Regions from separate parts of the Zea mays genome. Here all the other regions are linked to region 2. The links are chromatin contacts, called in public Hi-C maps. All regions are on one chromosome and are shown on one strand. The core of a region is the stretch at or near the end of the contact, and the rest is flanking DNA. Distances in the headings are between cores, read along the strand shown. Region 1 holds the start of LOC103626841 (phospholipase D beta 1). Region 2 holds the start of LOC100274137 (putative beta-ketoacyl synthase family protein). Region 3 holds the start of LOC100192910 (fumarylacetoacetase).

Region 1 (4,506 bases), core at 668-3,167, 170 kb before region 2:
ACAAGGGCAGCTTCGAGGTCATCGACGTGCTGCTTGGAGCTTTTTGCATGCTATGTCTAGTTTTTCTCCTATTTGTTGTACAAGAAAACATAGAATGGAATTCAAATTTGGTGGTCGCAAAAGTGTGGAGACTTGAATTCATATAAAGTTAGGCTTAACATTAGTGCAAAAAAGTTGTATTTTAGTTTAGATTTAGAGTACACTTATGTATGTCTTGTTTGACAATACTTATTTATGATATATTGAATGGTACCTATTGTAATCGTCTATTATTGTTGGATATTCGAGATAGTTTGATAAATACTTTATGACTTATAATGTTTGTTTTCTCTACGGTTCTTTAGAAGTAGTGTCTTAAATAAAAACCTAATTCAAGACGATTTATCGGACGAAATGACTTAAACAAATACCTTTTTTCAAACGGTTATAAATTAAAAATTGTCTTATATAATATCTTTTAAGACGGTTTACAAACATCTTAAATGTGGGACATCTTTTACGACTCCATCAAATTTGGACACTTCATAAGCGTCTTAAGAACTGAAAATTAACCGTCTCATATAACATGTTTTGTAGTAGTGTGATCATAAGGGAGAAGTAGTATATTATGCTCACCAACATCTCTATGTGAATCCCAGTTAAATGAAGAGCCAAGGAAGTACTGGTTCTCAATATAGATGAAATGTTGAGCACCTCGGATGACATTCACATATGCTGTATGCACGCTCATATCAATCAGTACATTTTTCCCAAAAACAAGATTCTGTTAATCAAAGCAAAATTTTGTATTAAGCACAAACAATGAAGCACTGCATATGTGGTCAACATAGGTATAGTCTAGTACATTTACCTTACTAGTGGCCTCCCGTGGATCTTTTGGAAAACCCTTGACAGAATTCGAATCAATTGATCGGAAAATCTGCTTTCCAGGTGAAATTTTCTCAGGGATCGACCATGAATGTCAGAATTATTTATTTTGCAGTGATTTATGGAGCCCTTTGGTAGACTTACCTGCATGTCCCATCTCTCTGGATCATCATCATTTGAATAGATCTCGTCGTCAATAGCAATAATATCAGGTATCTTCTTGATCCACAACAACGACTCATTATGCGACCTCGACAATTTTGACAGTTTCTTAGCGGCACTGCGCTTTGATGCCTTTAACCAGCGCTCCTCAAAGTTCTCACCCACAGCATCAAGATCCTTCACCCAGTCAGGCTTGCTGTCAGCCTCCTTCCACAGCATCCTCGAGTTCAACACAAAACCAGCCCACTCCAAATCCCTAGGCAGAACAGGGGTTGCTTCACCAACAACTGTGGCCGTCTTCCCAGAGAAGGGCAATGAGTTGAACGTGTGCCATCCAATCAGATGCCCTGAGGAGTTGCAAGCAGGGCCATGGACTGGAAGAGGCATATTCTGCTTGTCCTCCTCGCTGAGCCGTAGTTGGTCTACCGTGCCAGTATGCGCAAGGATTTCGACGGAGTGAGTGGAGGAGGCCGATGAGGTGGAGCGCCTGGAACGCGCGTGAGTAGGTCGGGGTGACAGCGAGCACCTGCCTCGGCTCCTTGACACCGTACCAGCGGCGCTGTTCCTCCTGCACGCACTCCATGATCCGGTGCGCCCGCATCACCTCGACGAGGTCCGGGTGCGGCCACGGCCGGATCCGAATCCTATGCCTCCCCAGCACGACGTGACTCTATGGGTTCCCGGACGCCGCCCCCTTGTCGGCCGCATAACCTGCCTTAACGGTGGGGCGGCGGGGCCGCACTGGGTGGCGGCGCGCGAGCCGACGCGCGGTGGGGCGGGCGCGGGGTGGCGGCGGGTGCGCAGCTGGCAGCTAGCTGCGGGCGTGCGCGATAGACAAAGGGAAAGAAGAGAGACGTGCGGGGTGAGAGATTTAGGTTTTTGGGTTAAGTTCGACGGTGTCTATGTGGCCCACGAATTTAAGTTAAGAACGTGGGTACCCACGTTCCTAATACGATAAGTTCGACGGTTTTACCACGGGCCCACGAATTTAATTTAAGAACGTGGGTACCCACGTTCTTAACTTAACCCACGAACATAACTCAATTAAGAACGTCGATACCCACGTTCTTAAATTAACCCACGAACATTTATTAGTTTCTTATAGTGAATGGTTGAAGCTGAGCATTGCTTTTAAAGTTGGTCAAAATTTTATTAGCAATTACTAAGTATAAGTAGATATCAACCAGAGTAATAATAGATCAAAATTGATAACAACACCCACGATGCAATGCATATGACAAATTGAATTTAGTTCCATAATTTAATCATGCGAGAGCCTTGAGCTGCTTATGACCGCGAGCACGACAAGTATACCAGTTTTACACTCTGCAGAGGTTGTGCCCTGTACCCACAAGTCGTGTATCCCATGTCGCCAGGGTTTGCAAGGACCTTAGACACTTCTGAGGTGAAGGCTAGGGATCCACTACGAGGCCTTTACAAAGTTCCACTAGCTTCTGAAAACCCACTACAGTTTCTAGGAAGAGCAATGTAGAAATCCCTCGTCTGACCGCCATCGTAGCAAAATCAACTCGAGAACCTGCCTACAAGCCTACTCCCCTACTGCCCTTGCCCCTTTCGGGTAAGGTAGTCTTCCACTAACTTTCCTAATTAGTCATCGAAGGGCGTCCCATTCCACCCTTGTGGTGGCACGTGTTTCTCAAGTTAAGCTCCATGTTCCAATTAATATAATGATCTTGTCATGAACAATATGTAAAATAACAGTATGATTGGAACATAATCATAATATAATATTAATCCCAAAACCATATAGAGCAATAGCAAAAACTACCCAAATAGTTCAAGGGTAAACAAGGTGTAAAGATAACCAGACTAGGGTGACCTATTGGGTTCCATCAAAATTAAACCTATGCATGATAAAATGATTATTGAGAACATTATTGGGTAAATAAAAGTGATCAAGGGCACAACTTTCCTGGGACATGGGATTCCAGGTACCAACTTGCTCTTCAGATGACTCGTGACCTCACTGCTAAACGTAGCAATACAAATAAACAGTGTATAGGAAAAATTAACATCACACCAAACATAAGAACAACTGCATAATAATAATCTACGCATTGCTAAGAGATCGTGGGCTCAAGAACCACTAAAATCGGAGTTACGATTAAGAGGATATGCCTTTCGGAAGATTGTAGTGATTAAATAATTAAAACTGGGCCTTAGATTGGTTTTATAGATCATGTGAGATATACATTAAGGATAATCTTTATTTATATGTCATATCTTAGTTAAATATCACATTATAAACATGTTACTTTAATTAGATGGATTAATCTATTAGACATAGGATAAATATCTAATTATAAACGATGTGGTATGTCTAATTAATGTGTGGTAATGCATAGTAAATATTTATTTGAAGCTACTACAATTTGAACGGGTCCATTCGAAGCTAAAATGGACAAGTTATGATTTTCCTAAGTTTATTGCACTAATTTTTACTCTAAAAATCATTTTCCAGCGAATTTCCTGGATTTTATAACTTATTTTATGTGCTTTATCTTAACCAGGGGGTGGCAGCCACTAATTCAGGCAACCCTAGGGTTAAAACTGCTAATATTTGGACTTCTCTGTAATATTTTATAAGCTGCGGGTGGATGGCGGGTTGAATTGTAAATACCTTGGGGGTTCTTTCGCAAAAGTCGCGAGGCCGAAGGGGTATAGGTTATTCCTATCCGTCCGATCCACAATCGACGATCCGGATTAGATCGAAGCCCCGTGAATCGGTACGCAACGACAGCCATAGGATCACAGATCAATGTCCAGGTTTTAAAGTCACGCGATCGATTTTCATCCGTCCGATCTGGATTGATGGCCCGGATCCAATCCATCAAAAGGTTATCTCCCTATCTAATCACCACTGTTGGATAAGAAACCAACGGCATGAACTTCATCTCCCTCCCCCGCCTTATGGGCATGGCGGCGTGGCCGGGATCCGCCCATGGAGTTCACCGGAGCGACACCGCCCGACGCACTGGTGACCAAAACTCGACGAAGAATGGTTCAAAATGTTGCGGATACAAAAGCGAAGCAAGGAGGCACATACCTACCGACGATTGATGCGCCGAGGATTTCTATCCACGGAGACGTACAATCCACGGCGGAGCCATAACTTCGGTGAGGAGTTGCAGCAGCGCCACGGGTGTTTATCGTATACTGACGTTATGGCGAGAGTCCACATGCGTAGGATATTCCTTGGGGCTGCAACCTAGGTGCACCGCGAGCCTGTAGGCACGGATCAACAGCGGCGACACGATTGACGATGAGGACTCTAGCCCGCCCGTTTCTTTTGTGGCACGAGGAACGAAGCTTTTATGGCCAGGGGAGCGATGCGCTTGGGTTTAATATCGGTGCAGAATCCAGTTCGGAAGGGGAAAAAAGGCATGGCCGTTACAACGGCCGAGCTCCATGCCCGCTTTCTTCGGTGAGGGGGAAGCAGAAAGGGATGCCATGTGG
Region 2 (4,455 bases), core at 925-3,424:
CGCGATTAGTCACCTTATCGGTGTTCAAGTGACTAGAGTCGACTAGCCGACTTTAAAACCTGGAGGTAAATAATCTACAATACGTATAAAATGAGCAGAGAGTGGAAATGTCAAGAAAAGACAGGCATTGCTCTTCAATACTGCCTTGTGTGTTACTGGAAGTAATGATTGGTTTTAAGCAACAATACCTAAAGTCCCAAACCACTCACCTCCAAAACCATGACCCCACAGCCCTCACCAATCCTATTCATCAGTTTAGAACAAATGGTAAGAGCATGGAAAAAAGAATAAGCAGAAGATTAAACACAGACAAAATCTAACAGTGGCATGACATACACAAATCCATCTCTACCGCAATCAAAAGGTCTTGAAGCTAAAAGTGGAGAGGAATTATATTTTGTAGACAATGCTCTTAACCTGCAAAATGTAAATGAAAAATGGAATAAGGTATTGGTTGGTCGCACTAATAAGGAGGAAAACTACATATCGATCAGCAACAGTGGGCAAAAGCCAAAACATGAAGGTACCTAAAGTTTGCAAATTTGCATTTACATTTGAGTGGTTGTTAGTGGATGCGAAAAAATGGGTTCTCTATTGCTTACTACAACCCTCATATTCAGTGATGTCTCCTAATAACCATAGTAAAGCATAAAAGGAAAGCACACACAGTACTATTTTTTGCAAGCAAAACATACAGTAGTGTTTTGGAAGACAGACAAAACAAAACATTTGGGAACATACTTACCTAGAAAATCCCGCTATAGACAAAGCATCAATATTGGACTCAGTTCCACCAGCCACCATCACATCGGCATCACCAAATTGGATCATCCTAGTAGCATCGCCAATAGAGTGAGCACCAGTGGCGCAAGCTGTCACAGCAGCATGGTTTGGACCCTAAGCTAGAAGCATGACTACTACTATTAACATCCATTCAATGAAAAACCATAGCTATTCTAAATGGCAACAAGGAAGATCACCTGGAAACCATATCTCATGCTGACATGACCTGATGCCATGTTGATCAAAATCTTGGGGATGAAGTATGGGCTGAGACGACGTAGACGCTGTTAAAAAAGGAAAAAAAAAACAACACTATACCTTTCAGGATTGGAAGTAACTAGAATATGATCATTTATATTGTGATGCATGTGTGTCATTGCAAGCCAAAAGCATGGCAACAAGATAAACCATATACATATTGGATTGCTTTTGGACATCTGGTGATCTGGTCTAAACAAGACTTCTAACATTGCATTTCCTCGATACATTCTCAACATATCATACAATAGATGAACAGAAGTTGAGATCATAGAAACACATATCAATGAAGAGGAATTATCTAACTGTTTGCAATCATCATTTAAAATGCATCATTTAAAATTGAACTACCATAGCATACAATGAGTGTTGGTGTTGCAAACAGCAAACTTGCAGTGCAGGAGCAAGGATACAAACATTTTCGATGATCATTTGTGATGCATCTAAGATATCGGAGATGCTTCCAATCCCTCCACCAATAGAGACTCCCTGATACAGCATTAATCAGACCCAGAACTCAAAAATACAAGTACGAATATGAAAATGAGCTTCTACAGAAGACACATGGTACCGTTCTTTCCTTCTTATCATCTTCGGAAGGCAACCAATTTGCATCTCTTAAAGCCTCATCAGCTGCACACAGAGCATAGGAAATAAATCCTGATACAGATTTATCCTGGAAACAAGAAAGTTCAATAAAAAATTAAGAACATGAAGTAAGCAAACAAATGGCACAATGATCGCGTACTCGCACATGGACACCGTGAGCAACAAAAGTAAAGCATGACACCTTGGTCCACGTGTCCTCGGCGAACTCGTCCTCGCCCTTCCCGCGCGGCACGGCGGCGACCACCCTGGACGGGAGCTGCTCGAGCGTCCTCCCCGCTGCTTCCTCCGGAAAGCGGAGGTCCTCTGCGGCGAGAGAGCGCACGGCGCATCTCCCCGCGACGAGGCGATCCCAGGTGGCGCCCACGCCGCGCGCCAGCGGCGTGACGGCGCCCAGCCCCGTCACGACCACGCGGCGACCCGCAGAGGGGCGCGGCGGCGGGAGCGTCTCCGCCTCCGCCGCCGAGGAGGAAGAGAGACCCCGGGTGAGGCGGGAAGCGCGGCGGAGGCAGCTCATCAGGCGGCTCGAGGACGGCGGCGTGGCCGTGGCTGTGTGGGACTGTGGGCTGTGGGAGACGGAGGCGGGCAGGAGCAGCCGACGAGTAAGGCCTCGAAGCCCGAAGCAACCGCTTTCTAGATGGGCCAAGGGAAGCAGGCTGACGGGCCATTACTGTGATGCAACGGACCTTTGAATTTTCTTGTCTATCTTTACTCTCTATCTCTTCTCTATCTCTGCCTCGTATAATCCACCACTTAAAACATCACTAAGTACACACAAAAAATTAACATAAATTATCTCACCATTAAAACCTACACTCTGTATTGCTTCATTTACCTCCTCCCTCTCCCTCTCAATTATATCCAACGGTCATAAATCTGTAGATCATCACTCACAAACCGCCCTCTCAACGCCCCGCACACAAGACCACAATTATGGGTGAAAACGGGTCGAGTATACCTAGAGATGGCAATGGGTACCCGCGACCCGATACCCGATGGGTATTTACTCCATTAGGGTATGTATATGGGCTAAATATTCTACCCGCGGGTTTGTTATTGGGCAAAAATCTTCACCCAATGGGTAAACGGGTATTAGAATGTTCCGCCTTCACCCATACCCGTTAACCCGTGGATATAAAATACCCAATATAAACTTAGCCCAAACATTAACTTGGGTTTTAGTCATCCATCCTTTTTACTACTTTTTAGGCCATAATGTAATAGAAGGCTTAACAACAATTTAATGACCATGTAATGGAACATATAATGTGCTATGTAGTACTATCCTAGTGTTACTATTTTATCCAATTATCTTTGGTGTGTTGAATGGATGGTTAAATAATGCTAGAAATTTTGTAATAGTATTTAGATGGATATACTTGACATTTGTATAATATAATGTTTTGATAGATTTTTAATTTTTGTGGGTACGGGTGACCCGATGGGTAACCCATACCCACATGGGTATGGGTATGGGGGTAAATTCATACCCGCCAATGTATATGGGTGACCCGATGGGGTTATTTTTGTGTCGTGGGTATGGGTATGAGGTAGTAATACTCGGTGGGTATTTACCCATTGCCATCTCTAAGTATACCCGTCGGGTATCGGATACGGATAGTGCAAATATTCGTTTTTTCGGATACGGATTCGGATATTTTTATATTCGGGACGGATACAAGTAATACTCGGATAATACAGTTTCAGATTCGGGTCGGATACGGGTACCCGGAATTCGAGTACCCGTTTTTTTCTTTTTCTGCATAATATAGTTATAAAATCATAACTTTTACATATAAAATCAGATGAAGAAAAGTTTATATGAAAATTGTAGAGCTCAAAGAGATCTATAACTTTGTAGTCTATCAATTTTTTGTTTAAACATATCTTTATGTCAAAATCAATGAAATAATATCCAAATTTATATCAAATTAATAGACTTTTATCATTTTTATGTGTGGGGCTTAAGGTTATCTCTATGTGGGAACTTAAGGTTAAGGTTATCTTTTTTATAGACTATTTATTAGTATCGGTAACTTATTTGCAATTTCTGATCGACGCTACAATATTTCATGGATTTAATTGTATTTCGATGATTTTCTATGATAAGAATTTAATAATACATAAATAGCCTCAAAAACCGTGAAATTTTACGGAGGCACAACATATGTCTATATATAACCATAAAAAATGTTTGGATCATAAGATTTATAAGATGTCCGCGTTTCTTTATTTCACTTTCACTTATTTGTATGAGTTACATGTGAAATCACTGTAAGTATCCAAGTTTCAACATAATTAGTACTTTACTTTATTATTTTTTATACAAGAACTTGATTTATCTTCGTATAAAATGTTTATTAGTTTTTGTAACTTATTTGCATTTTTTGAGTGAAACTAGAATATTTTATGGATTTTTAATATTGTGGTGTTGGTTCTACAATGTTCTTGTGATTAGTAACTTTGATCTACATGATGTCAATTTTATCAGTTTCCTTTGCTACATTTGATCTATCATATACATGATTATATATTGCTTAATTTATGTATTTGTTGGATGGTTCGATTATATCATCGGGACTAACTACCCGATAATTATCTATCCGAGTAGTATCCATTATCTGTTTCTTACCCGTCTGGATTATTACCCGGTTCCATCATGTATCCGTTCTAAATCTTAACTATCCATATCCGGTCAAGAGAAATACACTAAGGTAGCATACGGGAATAACTCTGCATCCTAATGTATCGGTTCGTTTTCATCCCTAACCACAATTGCCACGAGAAGAGGGCCACGCGAGGGTGCGC
Region 3 (4,702 bases), core at 737-3,236, 220 kb before region 2:
AGATTAGTAAGAGGTTTTGCAATAATCCCATAATGTCTCACAAATCTCCTATAGTACCCAGTGAGACCCAAAAACCCCCTCAACTCAGTTACTGACTGAGGAACAGGCCATTTCTCCATGGCTGTTGTCTTAGCAGGATCAGTGGCCACTCCTGTGTGAGAGATAATATGTCCCAAATAAATGAGCTCATTCCTCCCAAACACACATTTACTCCTCTTCAGATAGAACTGGTGCTCTCTCAAAGTCTGCAGCACCATCTTAATATGAGCCAAGTGTTCCTCCCATGTAGCACTATAGACCAAAATGTCATCAATGAAAACCATGACAAATTTCCGAAGAAAAGGAGCCAAAACAGAATTCATAGCACATTGAAAGGTTGCAGGAGCATTGGTTAACCCAAAAGGCATGACCCTGAACTGGTAATGACCCTGATGGGTTTTAAAGGCTGTTTTATGCTCATCACCTTCCCCCATTCTAATCTGGTGATACCCAGCAGTAAGATCCAGACTAGAAAAATATTTAGTACCAGCCAGTTCATCCAGAATCTCTTCTACAAGCGGCATAGGAAATCTGTTCTTAATGGTCAAAGAATTTAATTTCCTGTAGTCCACACAAAACCTCCAAGTGCTATCTTTCTTCTTAACCAACAATACCGGAGAAGCAAACGGGCTTACACTAGGAACAATAAGACCAGCCTTCAACAAAGCAGCCACTTGTCTCTCAATTTCATCCTTGTGAAGAGGAGAGTACCTATAAGGTCTGGAATTCACTGGTACTGCTCCAGGAACCAAAGGAATATGATGATCATACACCCTAGCAGGAGGTAACTGAGAAGGCACTTCAAACACATCTCCAAACTCCTGAAGTAACTGCTGAAGATCCCCCTGCTGCTGTACTCCCTGATCTGCAGACACCTCTTCCAACACCACTAAAGCCCAAATATCATTCCCCTTCCAGTCTCCTCCAATTTACGACCCAAATCATTTCTCTCCTTCGCAGCCTGTTCAGCAACTGATGCCGCTAATTCAGTCCGCATCATGATTTGTTGCTGCACCCTCTCCACATCCTTCAACCTGCTACTCACTCCCTCCAACGTCTCAATAACACGACTCCAATTCTCCTGACTAACTCGCTCCCCATCCGCCATAGCCTGTAACACCAAACGAGTCTGTACCGATGGTTTGGTTGCGGGCGCCGTAGTGATGAACTGGATGGACCCAGCAGAAGAAGAAGTCGCCCACGAACCGCCAAAGACGAGGAACAGCACGTGGAAGAGGATGAAGACGCAGCCGACCCCGAATCCGATACCAGATGACACCGCCCGTGGCCGCCGATGCGCAACTTCGACGACGTGAGCCGCGCCAAATCCAGCAAAGGAGAGGAACAGAAGAAAAGCGCTCAAACTCACAGATAAGTTTGTTGGGATTCTGTTTCTATTTCTTTCTTATTTCCAGATCCACTCCAGGTTACAGCTTTTAGTCAAGCTAATAAGGCCGGCCCACTATTACAAAGCTAATTAGCCACATTGACACCCCAAATCCCGGCTTAACAGCCCAATTACAACTCCACGCAAAACAGCACAAAGATTAAATCGCCATACCAGTAGCAGTACTAACATGGAGCAATCGAACCAAATCAAAGGCCTGAGGAACAGAGCAGGCACCTGGTGGAAGCACGGGGAGCCGGAGAGCGCGGGCCCGTCGAAGAGACCCGCGTCGGCGACGGTGGCGAGGTCGAGCGCGAAGTCCCCGATGGCCACCGGGGGGAGCGGAGCCTGCGGTGGCGACCCCCGCCGGCGGAAGACCCCGAAGGGCAGGTTCTGGATAGGGAAGTGCGAGCCCGCTGCCACCTCCACGAACGACCGCAGCAACTGCTGGCCCGGCTCTGCCATTGCTCCCCCTCCTCCTCCGCTCTCTCGTGGAGTCGTGGTCGTGGCGGATGGTGTTTGGTTTGTTGGTGTCTCGATCATCTTGGCATACTCCTGCCCACAGCCACCCAGGCTCCCAGCCACAGGCCACGACAACCCGCCGTGAAAACTGAAGACCAGCAGACAGCAGGGTTTACTAAACCTTTTTAAGGTAAAAAACCCCGGAGATAATTGTATATTTGTGACTCTAAACATCGTGCTTCGTACAAATGTCATTCGAAATAGTTTCTTCGTAAAAAAAGGACTATAAATATATTCTAATTGATTATACTACCATTTAACGTGTATTATATTTTTTTATAATTTATTTCCATGTATTTATCATCTAAGAGTCAAAATTGCCCCTACCTCTCACTCGGTTCATCTCTGAAAAGAATAGGCCAGCGTCGATCTCTATCTACTACTACTAGTATTACAATAGCAGTATGTTATGCATCGGCGGGTTATCATGTGGCTTCTGATATCTATCTACTACCTCTCCCTAGGTTCTCCCTCGGTTCAAGTTTGTGATATCATTTTTTATTCTTTTTTCGTCTTTGAAAATCCAAATGAATCGGCGACCGTTTCAAACAAGAGCAGCCCAGCCGCTTGCTTTAGGGACAGAGAAGTCAAACAACGACTAAAAAAAAACGATCCAAATGGTATGTTATGCATCTCAAATTAAACACCAACCGCTTGCTTCCATACATACCACACATACAGTAGCATGAACATCATAGAGGACAATAGCAGTATCAAAATAAATGGATTCATCTCATAAATATTTGTCGGGTACCGTAATTAGGGGTACCCCCAACACTCTTAAACATGGCTGGTAAGCGCCCTCAACACAAACCGCAAAGACTGATGGGCACGGTTCAGGTCAAGACCTCGTCTACCAAGGGACGCAATCTCGCCTCGCCCGAGCCCGGCCTCGGGCGGGAACAGTAGTCCCGGACGAATTCAGCCTCGCCCGAGGGCCTCCTCAGGCAGTGGGCGCTCAGCTCGCCCGAAGCCCAGCTCGGGCAGGCTTCGTCGTGAAGCAACCTTGGTCAAATCACCTTACCAACCGACCGTATCGCAGGCGCATTCAATGCGAAGATCGCCTAACACCTTATCCTGAAACGCGCGCCGCAGTCGGCAAGGTCGAAGTGACCGCAGTCACTTCATCCCTTCACTGACCGCTCGCCCCGCTCCGACTGTTGTGCCAACCACCCGGGTAAGGCTGACAACAGCCGAGTTCAGCCTCAGGCGCAACAGGAAGCTCTGCCTCGCCCGACCTTAGGCCTCGGCCTCGGGATGAGGTCTCCGCCTCGCCCGACCCCAGGACTCGGCCTCAGCCTCGGCCTCGGGAGGAATTGCATCCTCGCCCGACCTTAGGCCTCGGCCTCGGGAGGAATCGCATCCTCGCCCGACCTCGGCCTCGGCCTCAGGCGAAGTCTCCGCCTCGCCCGACCTTGGGCTCGGACCGACCGTGCCACAGGGGATACATCATTACCCTACCCTTAGCTAGCTCAGGCTACGAGGGAACAAGACCGGCGTCCCATCTGGCTCACCCCGGTAACAGGTAATGATGGTTCCCCGCGTGCGTCCATGACGTCGGTGGTTCTCAGCCCCCTACGGAAGCAAGGAGACGTCAGCAGGATCCCAGCCGCACCGCCAGCTGTGCTTCTACAGGGCTCAGGCACTTCTCCGACGGCCACGTTATCGCGTAACAGGGCTCAAGCACTTCTCCGGCAGCCACATTGGCATGTACACAGGGCTCAGACACTTCTCTATCGGACACGTTAGCGCATGGCTACACCCCCCATTGTACATCTGGACCCTCTCCTTGCATCTATAAAAGGGAGGTCCAGGGCCTTCCTGCGAGGGGTCGCGTGGGGGGAACGAGCAAATGAACAGACTCTCTCTCTCTCTCTCGCGACGCTTGTAACCCCTACTACGAGCACCCCCGTTGCGAGATAATACAAGACGCATTCCCCCCTTGTGTTCCATCTTGCGCCAACCCATCTGGGCAGGAGCACGCAGCGATAAATTCACTGGTCGGCTCGGTCGAGGGTCCCCCGGGCCCGAGACGCCGACAGTTGGCGCGCCAGGTAGGGGCCTACTGCGTGTTAACGAACACCTTCCCGTTGAGTTCCAGATGGGTAGTCTTCAGCAACCTCTTCAGCCCGGGACGGTGCTCCGCTTCGGGAGTCTCGAGTTCATGTCCCTCGACGGCAGCTACGACATGGTACTCCTCCCCTTGCAGCACGACAACAACGACGGTCGTCAGCTCGCCCAGCGGCGGCGAACTCGACGACGTCTTCCCCCTGTGGCGGAAGAGCAGTATCCGGGTTTGCCGCGCCACCCTCCTCGCCACAGGAGGAGGAGACGGGGCAATCGTGGCTAGGCAGGAGGCGACACCTCGTCGGCTGTCGGTCCAGAGCGAGTCGACGACGCCGGCACCCCAGCGGGGGACGTGTCGGCCGTTGTCCTCGCACCTGAGACAACGACGGATGTCGTTTCCCCGCAACGTGCCAACCCCAAGCGGACTGATGACGCCAGCACTCTCGCGAAGGACTTGCTGGACGTCAACCTCGTACCTAAGATGACGATGTATTCCATCCCCGACGCGACTTCACCACTGTCCATCGATCAAAATGTACCGTCCGATTTCCACCCTGTCCCTTTTAGATTCAGCTTCGATCCACCAAACGACCCCGCTTCGGTGAGCGCTTTCGTAAAGGCATATCCTAACCTTCCGGGGTACCATATGTGGTCAACCTGGGACCGACTGACCGTTGTCTCAACCTA

The links. Hi-C and Micro-C count contacts between places; a contact is called where the count stands out from the background.
Region 1: a contact with region 2 is called in a Hi-C map of leaf, with 4 times the contacts expected there. The contact joins the promoter of LOC103626841 here to the promoter of LOC100274137 in region 2. A contact is called at or near these places in 4 of 25 Hi-C or Micro-C datasets (ear, endosperm, leaf and 1 more).
Region 3: a Hi-C map of tassel shows a contact between it and region 2, with 3 times the contacts expected there. The contact joins the promoter of LOC100192910 here to the promoter of LOC100274137 in region 2. A contact is called at or near these places in 3 of 25 Hi-C or Micro-C datasets (ear, leaf and tassel).

Annotation. Positions count from the first base shown.
Region 1 is chr5:123,141,101-123,145,606 of Zm-B73-REFERENCE-NAM-5.0, reverse strand. LOC103626841 (phospholipase D beta 1) reads right to left here and starts at 1,917. Exons shown (of 8, transcript XR_004849550.1): 1 at 1,012-1,917; 2 at 851-919; 3 at 616-763. It overlaps LOC103626840 (mediator of RNA polymerase II transcription subunit 33A-like), which reads left to right. Exons shown (of 3, transcript XR_002262341.2): 3 at 1-173.
Region 2 is chr5:122,969,474-122,973,928 of Zm-B73-REFERENCE-NAM-5.0, reverse strand. LOC100274137 (putative beta-ketoacyl synthase family protein) reads right to left here and starts at 2,174. Exons shown (of 13, transcript NM_001148515.1): 1 at 1,832-2,174; 2 at 1,613-1,717; 3 at 1,459-1,530; 4 at 981-1,067; 5 at 746-897; 6 at 337-417; 7 at 210-243. The coding sequence starts at 2,164.
Region 3 is chr5:123,187,684-123,192,385 of Zm-B73-REFERENCE-NAM-5.0, reverse strand. It overlaps LOC100192910 (fumarylacetoacetase), which reads right to left and starts at 1,986. Exons shown (of 14, transcript NM_001138097.1): 1 at 1,664-1,986. The coding sequence starts at 1,969.